Linked DNA regions of Mus musculus: region 1 is linked to region 2. Evidence: chromatin contacts called from public promoter capture Hi-C data. All regions are on one chromosome and are shown on one strand. Each heading gives the region's core, a stretch centred on a gene start, on an enhancer-like site or on the middle of the called end of the contact. The rest is flanking DNA. Distances are from core to core; before and after follow the strand shown.

Evidence for each region. Promoter capture Hi-C pulls out the DNA fragments that hold promoters and counts their contacts.
Region 1: a promoter capture Hi-C map of liver shows a contact between it and region 2, with 4 times the contacts expected there. The contact joins the promoter of Slc35b4 here to the promoter of Gcc1 in region 2. A contact is called at or near these places in 2 of 39 promoter capture datasets (liver and pre-B cells).

What each region holds. Positions count from the first base shown.
Region 1 is chr6:34,174,644-34,181,789 of GRCm38.p6, forward strand. It overlaps Slc35b4 (solute carrier family 35, member B4), which reads right to left and starts at 2,411. Exons shown (of 10, transcript NM_021435.3): 1 at 2,135-2,411. The coding sequence starts at 2,211. Gm13855 (a long non-coding RNA gene) reads left to right here and starts at 2,405. Exons shown (of 3, transcript XR_868963.3): 1 at 2,405-2,579; 2 at 3,562-3,721; 3 at 4,638-4,734.
Region 2 is chr6:28,416,239-28,423,660 of GRCm38.p6, forward strand. It overlaps Gcc1 (golgi coiled coil 1), which reads right to left and starts at 5,486. Exons shown (of 2, transcript NM_028900.4): 1 at 4,047-5,486; 2 at 365-3,062. The coding sequence starts at 5,078. The coding sequence ends at 1,758. It overlaps Arf5 (ADP-ribosylation factor 5), which reads left to right and starts at 7,366. Exons shown (of 6, transcript NM_007480.2): 1 at 7,366-7,422.

The DNA.
Region 1 (7,146 bases), core at 1,161-3,660, 5.8 Mb after region 2:
GGAATCAAGACCTCACTCACTACTGTGTAGCTGCTTACGCAGTGCACAAGGTTTGCACCTTATCACTGGCACCAATTCTAGGTCTACAAAGGTCAGCAAGAAGAAACTGAATCTGTTTTTCAACTGGGGGGGAAATGGCTCAACACTCCCTTCTTTCAACAAGTCTTTGCAGCCTTTGTATTTAGAGTTAACACCTGAGTGTTCCAAGGAAGCCATTTAAAAAGCACAGCTTCTGCTTTTCTGAGAAGTTTCTACGGTGATTTCTCAAGATTAAAGCCACAAATCTCAAGATCATATCTAGAAGGAACTTTAAAGGCTATCTGGACGAATCGGGTCGGCTTTCACGGCTCGACAGTGTGAAGAGTTTACTTAAGCAAATCAGGCATACGTTGTTATCAGTCTAATGTACTATACATTGCATTAATAAGCCCACTTCCTTACGTCTTAAGGAAAACCCTCAGTTGTATGCAAAAATGCAGATTTATATATATGTAAAGTTAAATAAGGAATTTGGATTCATTTACAAATTGATCCTAATAAAATTCTAAATAAAAGTTCCTATAAAGAATGAAAAGACTTTATAAAGAGAAAGGAATCCATTTCTGGATACACACAGAACTTTTCTGGACCCTCACAAAAACAACGTACGCCTGCACTGAGACAAATTGTAAGGGAGAAGGCTAGGGAAGTCACCAACGTGAGGTAGGCATTTCTCATTCACCTTCAAAATCCATGGGGATGAAGCTGTTATCACCCACCCCTCTGATGGTTGAGAAAAGTGTTTTAGCCAAGAGCTCACAAGCTAGAACACACAGGTTTCACATAATTTAGTGGCATATTCAATGCAATTATCTGACTTTGTTTCTATAGCTAGCCTGAATATATATCACTTTCTTATTTAAAAATATATTAAATAGATTGAATTCCAAAGTTTTCTGCCTTTGAAGTGTATCCAGAAACTTCTTTTTCATTTTCATCTTCCTGTCCACTCCCAAGACAATCGATCTTCATCAACACTCTGCATAATAAAACGGTAAGCTCTCTAAAAGCAAACTATAACACATACAGACTTGATCATAAATAAACTGCTTACTTCTGAAGGATTCAAACCAACAGTATCAAACAGGATAAATTTCCAACAGACATCACACCATGTTCAAAACTCAAGTTCAAAAATGGAAGGCATCTGGAAATGTTACTGGGCTAGGAGCTTAGACAGATACAGTCCAGCCCATTTTTGCTCTGCCACTTCCAAATAGTGAAAAGATGCCCAACTTTGCATCTGTTTCACTTTCAACAAAACAATGTAACTCTTGGTCACAGGGTTGCCCTAAGCAGTATATAGATAGAAACCTGTAGCTAGTGACTCTGAACTGAGTATTGAACTGTCTGAAAAAGGAGACCGAAGCTCCAAACCTTAAATAACTAACTGGAGCTGTTTAGTCCTAATCGTTTTCCAGTTCATCTCCTGTCTCTTTTCTAACTTCTGCCTACTGAACTTTGCACATAGTTACCCAACGTTATTTGCAAGACACCACACCACAAAGCCAATCCTGTTCCCAATCTACACTTCAAAGAGCACGCTTCTCAACGAAAGACTGTGATGTGCGAAATGCCCAGGGACCATGGTGACAGCTCAGTTGTTATCTGCACCACATCACTCACATATGAGTCTAAGCCAAGTGCTCACAACCATCTATCTCTACGACCAACAAAAACAAATGTTTCGCAAAACATGTCAACACACACACACACACACACACACACACACACACACACACAAAACTTTCTGTGAGAAAAGTTTTGCTCCAGACAGACACGTGTCATTCATTCACTGGTCAGCGAAAGGTGCTAGAGTTGGATGAGTAGTAGTTGGAGAGGGTGCTCCTAGAGACCTAGGATCGGTCACGTGAGAAAGTCTCCAGGCTTCAAACTCCCCAAAGTGTGGCTTGGAGATGCCGACAGCAGCACTCTGGATGTTCCTGTCACCTGGATGCTAACGAATGGAGGAGTGCCAGGGCTGCAGAGTAGCTGACTGCGTGGGTATCCCGTGCAGCGCACTAGGGAGGCGGCCAGGGCTAGCAACCCCGGACCAGCTTCGAGAACCCGGGCGCGGCCCGAGAGGGTCACTCACCGGGCCAGCAGCTCTAGGAAGATCACATTACTGCAGCAGCCTGCGAACACCAGGCCCACCGCGAAGGCCGGGCGCATGGCCGGTGCGGGGCACGGGGAGCCAGCGCGCAGAAAAAGCGCCCTTTCAGTTCGCTACCCTAGAAAATCCGCGCGCAACATCACCACCGCCAGCGGTTCCCTCCCTGAGGGCCGTCTTGATCAACTCTTCCTCCGCAGCTGCCACCGACGCGGCCAGACCAGGAGCTGTAGTTCTCAGTCATACCCGGTCCCATTCATTTGAGGGGGCGTCCTAGGGCTAACCAAACTACATGTCCCAGCAGACCGCGCGCCTTTACGGCAGGCGTGAAAAAAACAGGCAAGTTTCCCCCGAAGGCTCGCGTGAGTCGGTGTCGCACTGCCTTCTGGGAAATGAAGTCCCAATGCTGTTCGTGTTCAGTACCATAAAGGTTGGAATGGGATTCAACGAAATAGCTTGTGTGCTCCCTGTAACTGACTTCTCATTAGAGTATTCTAGCATCTGTAACAACTCACCTGCAACTGAGAGAATGTAGAAATTCCTGTAACATCTAAACCGAATTCTAGGACAACAGCGAACCTAAAAGTTTTGAGATTGAGCCTTGGCTTAAACTGCCTGTTTAGAGCATTGGCTTAGTACTCCACTCTCATCACAGGGGAAGATAGGCCTGTCTTACTAATAGTTGTTGTAGAATAGACTAATACAGTAAATGTATTGCTTTATGTCGTGATTTTTGTAGAGACACTGAACACATGTCTTGTGCTGGCATTTTGCCAGCTTAAGGTGCTCATTAAATATTGAATTTAACTGATAAAAGGCATTCTTTTTGCCATAGTTCTTGTTTCTAGTCTCCTTTGAAAGACAGACATTCCCAATTTCAGAATGCACTAGAGCTTATTGAAAATTCAAAGTTCAGGACCACAAATAAAAATTGTGCTCAGTAACCATCATTTAGAGCATGCAGGCGCCAGGATTCTGATGAGATCTCTGGGTCACAAGTTGGGGAAGCCACTGGCAAGTTAGTTGTGAATCTTGAGGAAAACTTCGGAGTGTTTATGTTTATCCCCTAAATTGCCTCCCATCATGTGGTGTCACTGCTGATGCAATCACACGTATGAAGGGGCACAGTTCTGAGCAGTAGCACTAGTCTTACATAATAGGAAGAAATAGGGCTGTTAATTCATCGCATCTATGAAAAACTGGTCTTGCTAGGTGTACAAACACAGAACACAAAGGCACTGGCCTATGTACATAGTTGATGGTCACCATGCAGTCTTTCTTGCTATTGCTGTTGAATCGGAGTGAACACCAAGAGGCTCAGTAACTGATGCCACAAGACTTCAGCTGAAGGGTAAAAGGCACGTGCTTCCTTTCAACACTTAAATGCTGACGTGAGCATTGTATGTGCGCAGCATATGTCTTTCAGGTGCGCTCAGAGGCCAGACAAAGGCATCCGATCTAGAGCTGGAGTTTCAGAGGTTGTAAGCCATTCCCTGAGTGCTCCAAGTTGAACCTGGGTTCTCTGCCAGAGCAGCCAGTGCTCTCAACCACAAAAGCATCTCTCCCATCCAGGTATGGCCAGTTTTGACTGGAGTGCTTGAACGTTGGCATTCTCAGAGTTTCCCCGGGTGATTTCTGTAGCTGAAGCTGAGAGCTGTTGAGGAAGGGGAAGTACTTAGAGGGACGGAGTCAGTGACATCAGTAGGTCATCTTTAAAGTGTCACCTCAGCCTGATTAAACTGAAATCCATAGGGAATGGAACCCAGGATCATCTGTCATTGAAACTCCAAGGCTGGGAAGCCTCACTTTGACTTAGTTCAGTTCTCAAGCCTGGCTACATGATAGAGCCACATGAGAGACTTTAACAATTTGCTGAACCACGAAACTAAGCCCAAAAATATCAGAGCCACTGCCAACCAAATAAGGAAGACACCTAAGTTTGATGTCTAAGCGGTGACATCTGTAGATGCTTCTGGCTAGAGAAAAGCTGAGCCTTAGCTCTGATTGGACTGGAGATTATTTCACGGCACACAAAGCTTCACTTCTCATCTACCGCTCCCATGCACACACCAAACTTGGAAGTACTTGAAGGGCGTTCTAATCATCTCTTCCTGAGTCTCAGATAAAAATCAAAACAGACTTAAGTAAATGAACGAAGAAGGAGTCTGAGTGTCTGCATATGCTCTGGATCTTCCTCCGTATTTCTGTCTTAACCTATCCCAGTTTTTAGTAAGAATATATTTACTATACATATCGATGACCTGGGCTCTTGTTCAAATGCTGACTCTGGGTTCTTCTACAAACTAAACACAGGTTAAACATTTCTAACAAGCTTTGAGTTCGTGCCAGGTCTCCTGGTCTGTGGGCCACACTCTAGTGAGTAGAAGACTATTCATTAACTCACTCTAGAAACTGCTCTATTCCTGCCCTCACTGGTTCAGAGAATTCAGGCCAACAAAACTATCTGTGAATTCCTTCTTCTCCTTAGCCTGCAAGCATGCTAAAGACCCAACCAGACCGAACCAGCTAACCAACCAGCCAACCAGCCAACCAGCCAACCAGCCAACCAGCCAACCAGCCAACCAGCCAACCAACCAGCAAAAAGCCCCACCAAAGCAAAAGAAAGAAAGAAGTAAGGAAAGTTTATTTTTCTTTTTCTTCATTTTAATGACAAATGTCTTCAAGTAGTAATGAATATTCTTAGTCTACTTTAAAATGCCTTTAATATATTTTTTAGAATTTCATACATGCATACAATTATTCAATCATACTTACCCCTCCCTCCTTCCTTAACTCTTCATGTATCCTGCACCTTAAAAGATTATTTTTCCGCCAGAGAAATGAGCAAATTCAAGCCCAATTAAAATATATATAAATACAGGCTTATTGGGAAACTGCTCTCGGGAGGCCAAGTACACTGGGCCCCAAAGTAGGAGGCTAGGGAAGTTGCCATGGGAAGGGAGAGAAAGGGGAAGGGGGAGAGAAAAAGAGAAAGTATGCTGGTAGAGAGAAGGAAAGAGGGAGGGGGAAAAGCTGAGACCAATGGATAATGAATAGAAAAACCTCCTAGGGAAGGACAGCCCAGCCCCTGGGCTGGAAAGTCCAGGGTTGGGGATGGGATATGCCCGGTAGGGACTGGGGGATGCTGGGAAAACCTGGAGGCCAGGTCTGCTTTGCTGTGTTAAATATGTACCTCCACCCCTTGTCCAGAGCATGAAACTCAGCACACTTGTCCCCCTTCCAACTTTGTATACTCTTATATGAAACCCATTGAAACACATTGATGCGATGCAGTCTACATATGAATGGTCAGGGGCCACCCACTAGGCATGATCAACATACCAGGGACAACACACCCAAGAAAAACTGACTACCCCTCTCCCAGCAGCCATCAACAGATGGTAACGCCTCAGCTAGAGGTGAAGGCTCTTGTGCCCCTAATCCACCAATGCTGGACTGTTGACTGGCTTCATCCTGTGCAGTTTTTGCAGGGAACCACAGCTGCTTTGAGTTCCGGAGAGCAATAATTCTGTCAAGTATAGAGGACACTGTTTCTCCTCAGACCTCCCCAATCTTTCTGTCACTTCTTCCACAATGTTCCCTGAGCTTTGTAGGTGGGGGGTGTGATATAAATGTCCCATTCTTGGCTGAGAACTCCACAGGCTTTCAGAAGTTTGACCAGTTTTGAGTGTTTAGCCACTGTCTCTTAGTCTGCTTTGTAAACCCTTCAATTAGCTTCTTAAATGCCTCAGATCAAAACCAGATTAAGGAAAGTAGTCTCAAGAGAGCCCTAATGACTTTATCAAGCATTTCCATCACCAGCTCATCTGACTTGGTCTCTCAGCTGCTTCTGACTTCATCTTGCTCCTGTTTCTAAGGCCAAGGCTATCAATTTCACTTTTAGTTCCTCAGATGAAGGGATGAGAGGAGAGCTGTACCTAACCTGTGCACATACATGGACTGGGCTGAGCCCGGAACATTTCTTTCTCTGTCCTGACTATCCCTGGGCATATGCCTGGAAACTTCTAGTCTCCATACCTTCTAATCTTCCAAGGTGACTGGTTCAATCTGGTTTCTCTTGTCTTCTGACTGAATTGCTCTTCCTGGCCTCATACTAACTCTGGCAATCTGTTCTAATCTTCTGGACCCTTCTCGTTCTCTGTGTCTAGCTTGTTTCCCCTGCCACTCGTGTTTGTGAAACTGTCCTGCTAAAACTGACACACACACACACACACACACACACACACACCTTCTCTCACAGTGTTGCTCTAAAGTAGCTTCTTCCTGTCTGCTCTCCTGAGGGTTGGGTGTATCCTATCTCTGATTCATTCTGTCAAATCTTTTTCTGATTTGTCACTCAATTCGATGCCACTTTAGCATATGGCTGCTTCCTTCTACAAACTAACCTTACCTTCATTGTTAGGGATTAAAGGTGTGCACTAAGAGCTTGTCTATAGCAAGCCAGATCATACTGTAATCCAGAGCACGTCTGCCTTCCATCCAGATCACACAGACCTAGACTGTGTTTGGATGTGACCCTTTGCCAGAGCAGCTGCGCTGCGGGATTAAAATTCCTCTACAAGATTCTGCTCTTTCCATTTTCCTTTGTGGAAATAGAAAGTTCCTCTAACTACTGAGTTTTTCTTTCAAAATTCCATACCTGCCACTTCCTCTTAGTGTCCTTAACATGGACCATTGGTGATTGAGCCTTCTGTCATTTCATATATGACTATGGGTGGGTATCTGGGGTTATCACCACAATCTCCCTCATGTTTCAACTCCAAGTTGAGCTTTCCCCTAACTTTATTCTCGAGTCCCTCAACTTCAGTGCATACATGATCTACCTGATCTACCGCCTCACTGGCCTTTCTGCGAAGGGCAGTACCTATCACGCCTTCTCTTTTGGGAAAATCCTGAAAGGTTTTCAGTCTTCCTTCCCTTCCCACCACCACACCTTTGTCTGTCTGTCCTTCTGTCTGTTTAACCTCATAGGCTCT
Region 2 (7,422 bases), core at 4,236-6,735:
TCAGAGGGAGCAAGACAAAGAAATGAAGGAAGTCTATTATTAGCTTATTAGCTTGATGTCCTGAGATAACTTTCCAGGGTACCATGAATCCTGATTGTAGTGAAAAAGAAGCACTCATAACAGATTGCTTCTAGGTATGAATAGTAATTATGGAAGCATCAAGCCTACTCACTAAACCCTTTAGAAAGCTTTTCCATCATGGCTGTGCACACACGCTCTCACACACACAATTCCAACCTAAGAAATTTGTTATCTGTCAGGCAGTTAAAGCCCTGAGGTATCCCTCCCTGGAGTGAAGCTCATGGATTTACATAATGGAATATGGATTTGAGCTCAGAGATCAATATAAGGAACTATATATCTAGCCTTTTCATTCACCATTTATTTTCACACTCTACTTGTGTCCAGATGTATAGACACCACCATTAAGAAAACACAGCTCAAGTCACTCAGGTTTAATGACCATTGTTATTACTACAAAGACATCACTTCTGTTCCATTGAAGTCTGCTCCCGCAGATAATCAGGTCACCTCCTCCCACTGAAAACATCGTTAATCAAAGTTTTCTGCACCCCAAACCCTCACAAAACAGATCTCGATAATAAAAATAGCAAAAAGATATATATTAATGGCCAAACATTGATCTTTCAGGTCCAAAGGTCTTTATAACCAGGAAGAGCAGACTGATCAAAGAAAAGAATTGGCAACTCATAGTGCTTTGACCCAAATTTTCTGAGAGCTACTTTCCTTAAAGAACAGAATTAACCAAAAGAAAATAAAGAATAGAATTAACCTCTGCCAGGATCATAGGGCAGAAAGTATTTCAGCTGAACTCTGCTTTTCCTGGGAGGGTCCTAACAGTGTTCTGGAATCTGCAGCAAATTACCTCCTTTTTCCTGTCCCTGCAAAAGCAAACACAGCTGGGAATACATCTTGGCAGAAATTCCTCGTATCCCTGCAGGTCCCGGCTTACTGTCCAAATGCTCTGAAAGAAGCAAAGATGTCATCTCTTCTACAAGCTCCATGTTGAAGGGAAGACCATGAAGTCATCACTCCCACTCTCTGCCTGCCTTAAGCAGGAGAGGTTTGTTTTTAACCCCGTCCTGGACCAAACAGGACCACTTTGGAGATCGCTAAGCTCACATGGCTGCTCGGGACCCTCTCTGGGATGGGCACAAAGGGCTCAGCTGGTTCCTGGAAGCAAGGTTCCAAGTTTTGGGAGGAACTCACTAGTCCTCAGCCCTTGGGACAAACCGTCACTGTTTTTAACTCCCTGGTCTCTTCCTAGCTTGATGTATGTCCCCAGAGAATTAAGACACAAGTGGGCCAGATGCTGACTGTGAAGGAATACATACATAGTTACTGTATATGTTCCAAAGTCAGATGACCTCCCCTGGGAGTCACATTTATTCCTAGCTCTGAGCCAGAAGCATTATACAATATCTTATTTATTAAGACCCTCACCATTTCCCTAACTCGCACCTCCTACCCCCAGCCTTTCTCCCTAACCTGCTCCACATACAGACCACTACGAGATGCTGTCTCAATACTGGCAGTACCCTGAGAGCCCAAGGATAAAACTGCATTAATGGCACTTGGCAGATAATCCCATTCTACTTTGAACTGCTCTGAGTTCAACACAGTGAAGAAATAAATAAGAATGCAAGAGAAGAGGCCGTAGAAATCCGAGCCTGCCCTTCCCACAATAAAAGAGGCACGGAGATTTCAGGAGTTGGTAAGAAAACAAAAAGTATCTATCATCTCTTGCCGGAAGGCCACCAGCTCCCACCGCTTGGGAGCCGCATTAGCACTTGTTTCTCTTCAGGACTGAAGTGCAAGATCGTGAGGATGGCGGTGAGCGTCTGCTGGCGGCCCAGGCTGTCGGGCAGGGTCAGGAAGCGGTAGATGATGTTTTTGAGATATTCCAGGTTGGCTCCCTCCCTGCTCTGGTCCCTCATATTCTTTTCGATGTGGCTCTGGAGGGCTCCAACCTCCTCTCGATGCCGCTCGCCCTCCTCCAGCAGCCTTTCCTGCAGCTGATGGGCTTCTACCTCCAGCCTGTGTTTCTGCTTCCTCAGAGATGTGATCTCCACCTCCTTGCGGGCCAACTGCTCAGCATAAAGAAAGAAGGTGGGCTCGTTGGCTGCAGCAAGCTGCAGGGCCTGGGTCAAGCTATCTGAGGAGGCTGTGTCGGCTGGGTCCCCAAGACCTCCACCACCCACTCCTCCCACGGGGCTTCTGCGTCCTGGCAACCCAGAGGACAAGGCCACAGAACGTAGTTGCTCCAGCTCCAAGTCCTTCTCCGCGAGCACAGCCAGGGCCCGGTCCCGCTGCTTGTGTAGCTCCTCCTCCAGTTTCAGTGTGCGGTCCCTGAAGTCCAGCTGGCTGCGCTCCAGTTCCTGCCGATGGAGCTGCTGCAGCCGGGCCAGTTCCTGCTTCCAGTCCTCAGCCTCCTGCTGGTGCTGGCTTTCCAGCTCCTCACAGGACAGCCGCAGGGAGATATACTTGTCCTTCAGCTCTGCGAGCTGCTCCTGTGCTGCCTCCAGCTCCTTCCCCAGGCTCCCATCTTTGGTGTTCTTGCTTTTGAGCACAACTTGGGCTCGCATCTTATACCGCTCAAACTCTTCCTTCAGCTGCTTCAGCTCCTGTTGGTAGTAGAGCGCGGTAGCCTTTTCCCCGTCAGCAGCCTCGGAGTTGGCCATTATCTCAGGGTCGCAGAGCTTCTCCACATCCAGGGTCACCTGGCTTTTCCTAGCTGCAACCTGTAGTAGCTTCTTGAGCTTCTCCATCTTGTCCTTCAAGACATTGATATCCAGACTGGATTCGTCGCCATGGATGTCAAGGGAGGACCGGCTAGAGGCTGCGAGGGCCAGTGTCTTGTTCTCCAGGTCCAGCTGCAGAAGTCGCTCCTTCAGCTTCTGGATGGCCAGCTGGTCTTTCTGCTTGGCTTTCTCGTAGGTGCCCAGCAGTTCAGATACCTCAGAGATCTGGCTCTCCAGGGCTGCTACTCTCTGCTCTTCTACCTGAGACTGCTGGCGGAGCTGGTCCTCTGCAAGGGCTGTCTGCAAAGCAAAGAACAGGTGACAAGGCATCCAGGAAAGTCACAAAACCCCTAGAGTCAACTGGGTGTGGGGGAGGAGACAGAGAAGTGAACAGGGCTTGGAATAACCCAGAACAAGTGGGAACTGGGGATTTTTAACTGAAGTGCCCTTTCTACCATAGTTTTCCATTCTTCATTAAGCTTGAATACAAAGTATGTTTCTGTTAGCCAAATCATTTAAAGAAACCGTGTAACATTCTTTCCCTTTCCCAACATGCCTGTAAATTCAAACCCAACCTAGATCCCTCTCTCTACTGAAAGGGAACACTATAAAACAGTTGAGGCAAACCTCACCTGAGCGTATACACAAGGCATTTCTTCTGGGGAAAATCCCCTTTGCTTCCTCCAGTCACCTTACCTAGAAGCACACACTTCTCAGGATACACACAAGCTTTCCCTACACAGCTGTCACTGTATCACCTCAAGCAGCACAGCTGGTAAGATGCCAACACCCAAGGCCTAGATAGAGCTATCTGGCTTGAACCCAGAAATACTCAGGAACTCTTCATCCTGTTAGAAGGACACCACACAAAGCCACACTTCACGGGACTCACTGATGCAATTTTTTCACTTGGCATCAAATATCACTATGCATGTTGGGAATGTGGAACCAGACCAAAGTCCCAGTACTCACACTAACAACTCACGCTATCTCACCAGGCATCCCTTGACTAAAACAAGACCCTGCCTTAAGTGGGGAGAGGGGTGCCCTTAATCCTAGCACTTGGTATGGAAAAGCAGGCAAATCCCTGTGAGTTCAAGGGCAGACTGGGTTACATGGTAAGACCCTGCCTCATGAAAACACACACAGAGAAACAAACACACACACACACACACACACACACACACATAGGGATGCATTACAGTTATCTAATGACCAGAAGAGAAAAATAATAATTTCCTATGTAAGCTAAAATGACTATTTGAAGGATATGAGAATAATTACCTTCCTCATTTCTTGCTGCAATTGGGCCTGGAAATGGCTTTTAAGACGGGCAGCCTCTTGCTGAAGCTCCTGCAGCCGGGGGTCTGGTCGGTTCTTCTCATCTCGAATGGTTTGCAGCTCACCTTTCAGCTCCTCTACCTCTCGGGTCAGCTGCTTGGTCTGCAGTTCAAACCCTTCGACCTGATCAGCGGCATATGCCCGCCCTGCCAAGGCTTCTCTGGTCTCTTCTAAGCGAAGTTCCAGGTCCTGGCGCTGGGTCCTCTCCTCCTGCAAGAGCTTCTGAAGCTCGCGCAGCATCAAGGCATGGTCACTCTGCTCCTGGGCACGATCGTGCTGCTGTGTAATGAGGCGGGCTTTGGTTTCTGCTATCTGCTCTTGCAGCACCTTCAAGTCTCCCTCCAGGCGACCCCGCTCTTCCTCTGCCTTTTTATTGGCATCCTCTAAGTCCTGCTTCATCTTCTTCTTATCCGCCAGGTAAGACGCCTCCATACGGGACTTTTCCTGAGTGACTGTCGCCAAGGAGCTAGTCAAAGTGGCCAACTGAGTCTTCAGCTGATGCACTCTTTTGTCCATCTCACTACCGGCAGATGGCCCATCCCCACTGCTACTACTAACGCCACTCTCTGACCCACTGGCCTCTTCAGACTTTGGGGGAAGTGGTCCACGGGCCGCTCTGTCATCTTCAACCCCAAATTCACCCTTGACACTTGTAAGACTGGCTGCGGTATCCAAGCTAGTGGCAGTTCCGGTGCTGTCCTCACTGTGAGTGGAGCACCGGTCATCCACAGAATCAGGAAACGTGAGACCTGGAGGCTGCACACCTGAGAGGCCTACATCCGCCTCGTGGGATACCGACAGTACCTTGATGCTGGCCTCCAGGGCTTCTTTCTCCTTCAGCAGGCTTTTATAGGCACGCACCACATCCTTGAGTCTTGCCTGGTACTGGAGAAGCTGCTTTTTCTGTGTCTCGATGGTCTCCAAGAGATCCTTCTTACTTGGGCCGCCCCCGAAATTCATCCCAAACTTCTCCATGGGGGTTCTGGCGTGGACCGCTCCACGTCAACGTTCTTGCAGCCCTGGGCAGAGCCACAGGGACAGCTAAAAGTGAAGCAGAGAGAACCGTCTGGCTGCAGGCAATACACCCGGTCCGTCCAGCGGTCCGGGCGGGATGAGGGGCCGCGGTGGCCAGGCAAAAGCACTGCAGGAGCCAGGCCGAAGGTGGGAGCCAGTTCCAACCTGGAGGCGGAGTGACGCTGACCTAGCAGGAGCAGTCAGCCTAGGCTCTCCAGTACAGGCCCTGAGCCTGTCCCGCCCTAGCCGCTCCTGTGGCCACCGCAACCTAGACCCGCCTCCCTCCGCCCACGATAAGCCCAGGGTTTACACTAAGCCGGGTTCCATCACGATTTCCCAACAACTGGAACAGCACCGCTTCCGGGTCTCCTGGAAGTGACGGCAGCAAAACGCCACAGACCCCGCCCCGCCGTGGGCGTGAGATGGGTGGGGCTTCCGCACCGTGTCTGCTGGTGGCCTGGAGAGGGAGTAACCCGTAGGTAAGTCTAGAGCAAGCACCTGAGCAGTGGTTTGGAGATGCCTAACTTTGCCCTCAAGCTACCACCAGTGAGCGACAGGGGGCGACGTCGCACTGCATTTGCCCCAAAAACATAGATGAAAGACGCATCAAACTATTTGGGGCAATGTCCAACATTTGGGGCAACAGTTAGGACTCATACTAGGAAAACGAGGCCGGTACCTGGTTAACGTAAAGCATAATAGCTCCCTCCCTTAGTTCTGATTAGTAAAAGGGGCATTATATAGCCATAAGGCCCATCTTGCATACCAGCATATGCTGGGGTCAGGGCTGTGTCACAAGAGTTACACTTACGGGAACATAGAGTAAAATGTACAGAGGGGTAACATGTCCAATGTCACTCAGCTAGGAAGTTTAGGAGTCCTATCTCAGTCTGCCTCTCAACATACTACATGCTATGCCAGATAGCACTACTGAAGAAGCATGGCCTTGTCCCAAGAAACTCCTAACAGCAAGGACACAGAGATTCAAACAGGTAGCTCCTGCCTTCACACTAGTGTGTCGGGGCATTGCAGAAGTGGTATAAAGGAGATGAGGCACCTGCCAGGACAGAGACTCTTAGGGGAAATGATTTGAAGTTTGAGAGATGAGTAGACTGCCAAGCTCAATGCAGATGTGGGAAACCAGCATGGAGGAAAGTGGAAAGGTGTATAGGGACGTCAGGCATCAGTGAGCCTAACTTGCCCAGGAAGCTTATGGTGTGGGAGAAGGGTGGCTACTGATGAGGCTGGAACAAAGGACCCAACTTAAAGGCATTTAGATTTTACCTTAGGTGACAAGACATGAAAAGATTTTCATCTCAAGAGCACACCATCAAGTCTCCTTTTTCTTTTCCATCAAGACTCTTGTGGGGACTGTAAGACGACTCAGCAGTAAAGGCACTTTCCACCCAGGCCCAATGATCTGACCTGAGTTCTATCACCAGGGCCCACACGGTGGAAAGAGAGAACATATTCCCACAGGTTGTCCTCTGAGAGCTACACCTCCACACATGAACACGAAATAAAAGTGGGGAGGGAGCCAGGCGTGGTGGCGCACGCCTTTAATCCCAGCACTTGGGAGGCAGAGGCAGGTGGATTTCTGAGTTCGAGGCGAGCCGGGTCTACAAAGTGAATTCCAGGACAACCAGGGCTATACAGAGAAACCCTGTCTCGAAAAAAAAAAAAAAAAAAGGGTGGGGAGGAGCTAGAAACAAAATAAGATTCCTGTGACATTATGAAGATACCAAGCCTGTGAGAGGGGTGCGGGGAGGGAAAGAGATGAAATAAGAGTGACAACGGGTTTTAAGAAAATATTTCTGTAATAAAAATCTACTCAAGATGCCAAGGCAGCCGTCACATCTCCGTGAGTTCGAGACTAGGCTGGTCTACATAGCAAGTTCCAGACCACCCAAGGCTACATAGTGGACATAGTGTTTCAAAACAAAAGACAATGAGCTACTTTGAGAATCTTTTAAATGTACTTTTCGACTCTATCAAAGTCTTCTCAGGAATGCAAGTTTACCACTTAAGAGTAAAGCAAAGTCCTGCGGTCACCGGAGACCCAGAACAAGTCCCCTTCCAAGCCCTGGTCCCCAGGCAGGCTGCCAGGCCTCCCTAGACTTCAGTTCTTCCGCAAACGCGCCTGGGGGGCGGGGCCGGGGCGGACCCGGAGGGGCGGGGCCACGTGACGTCGGGCGGACCCGGACGCGCGGAGGTGGCGGCGGCGGCGGCGGCGGCGCCTCCTCCTTCTGCTGTTGCGCCCCATCCCCCCGCGGCCGGCCGGTTCCAGCCCTCGCCCCGCGTCCCC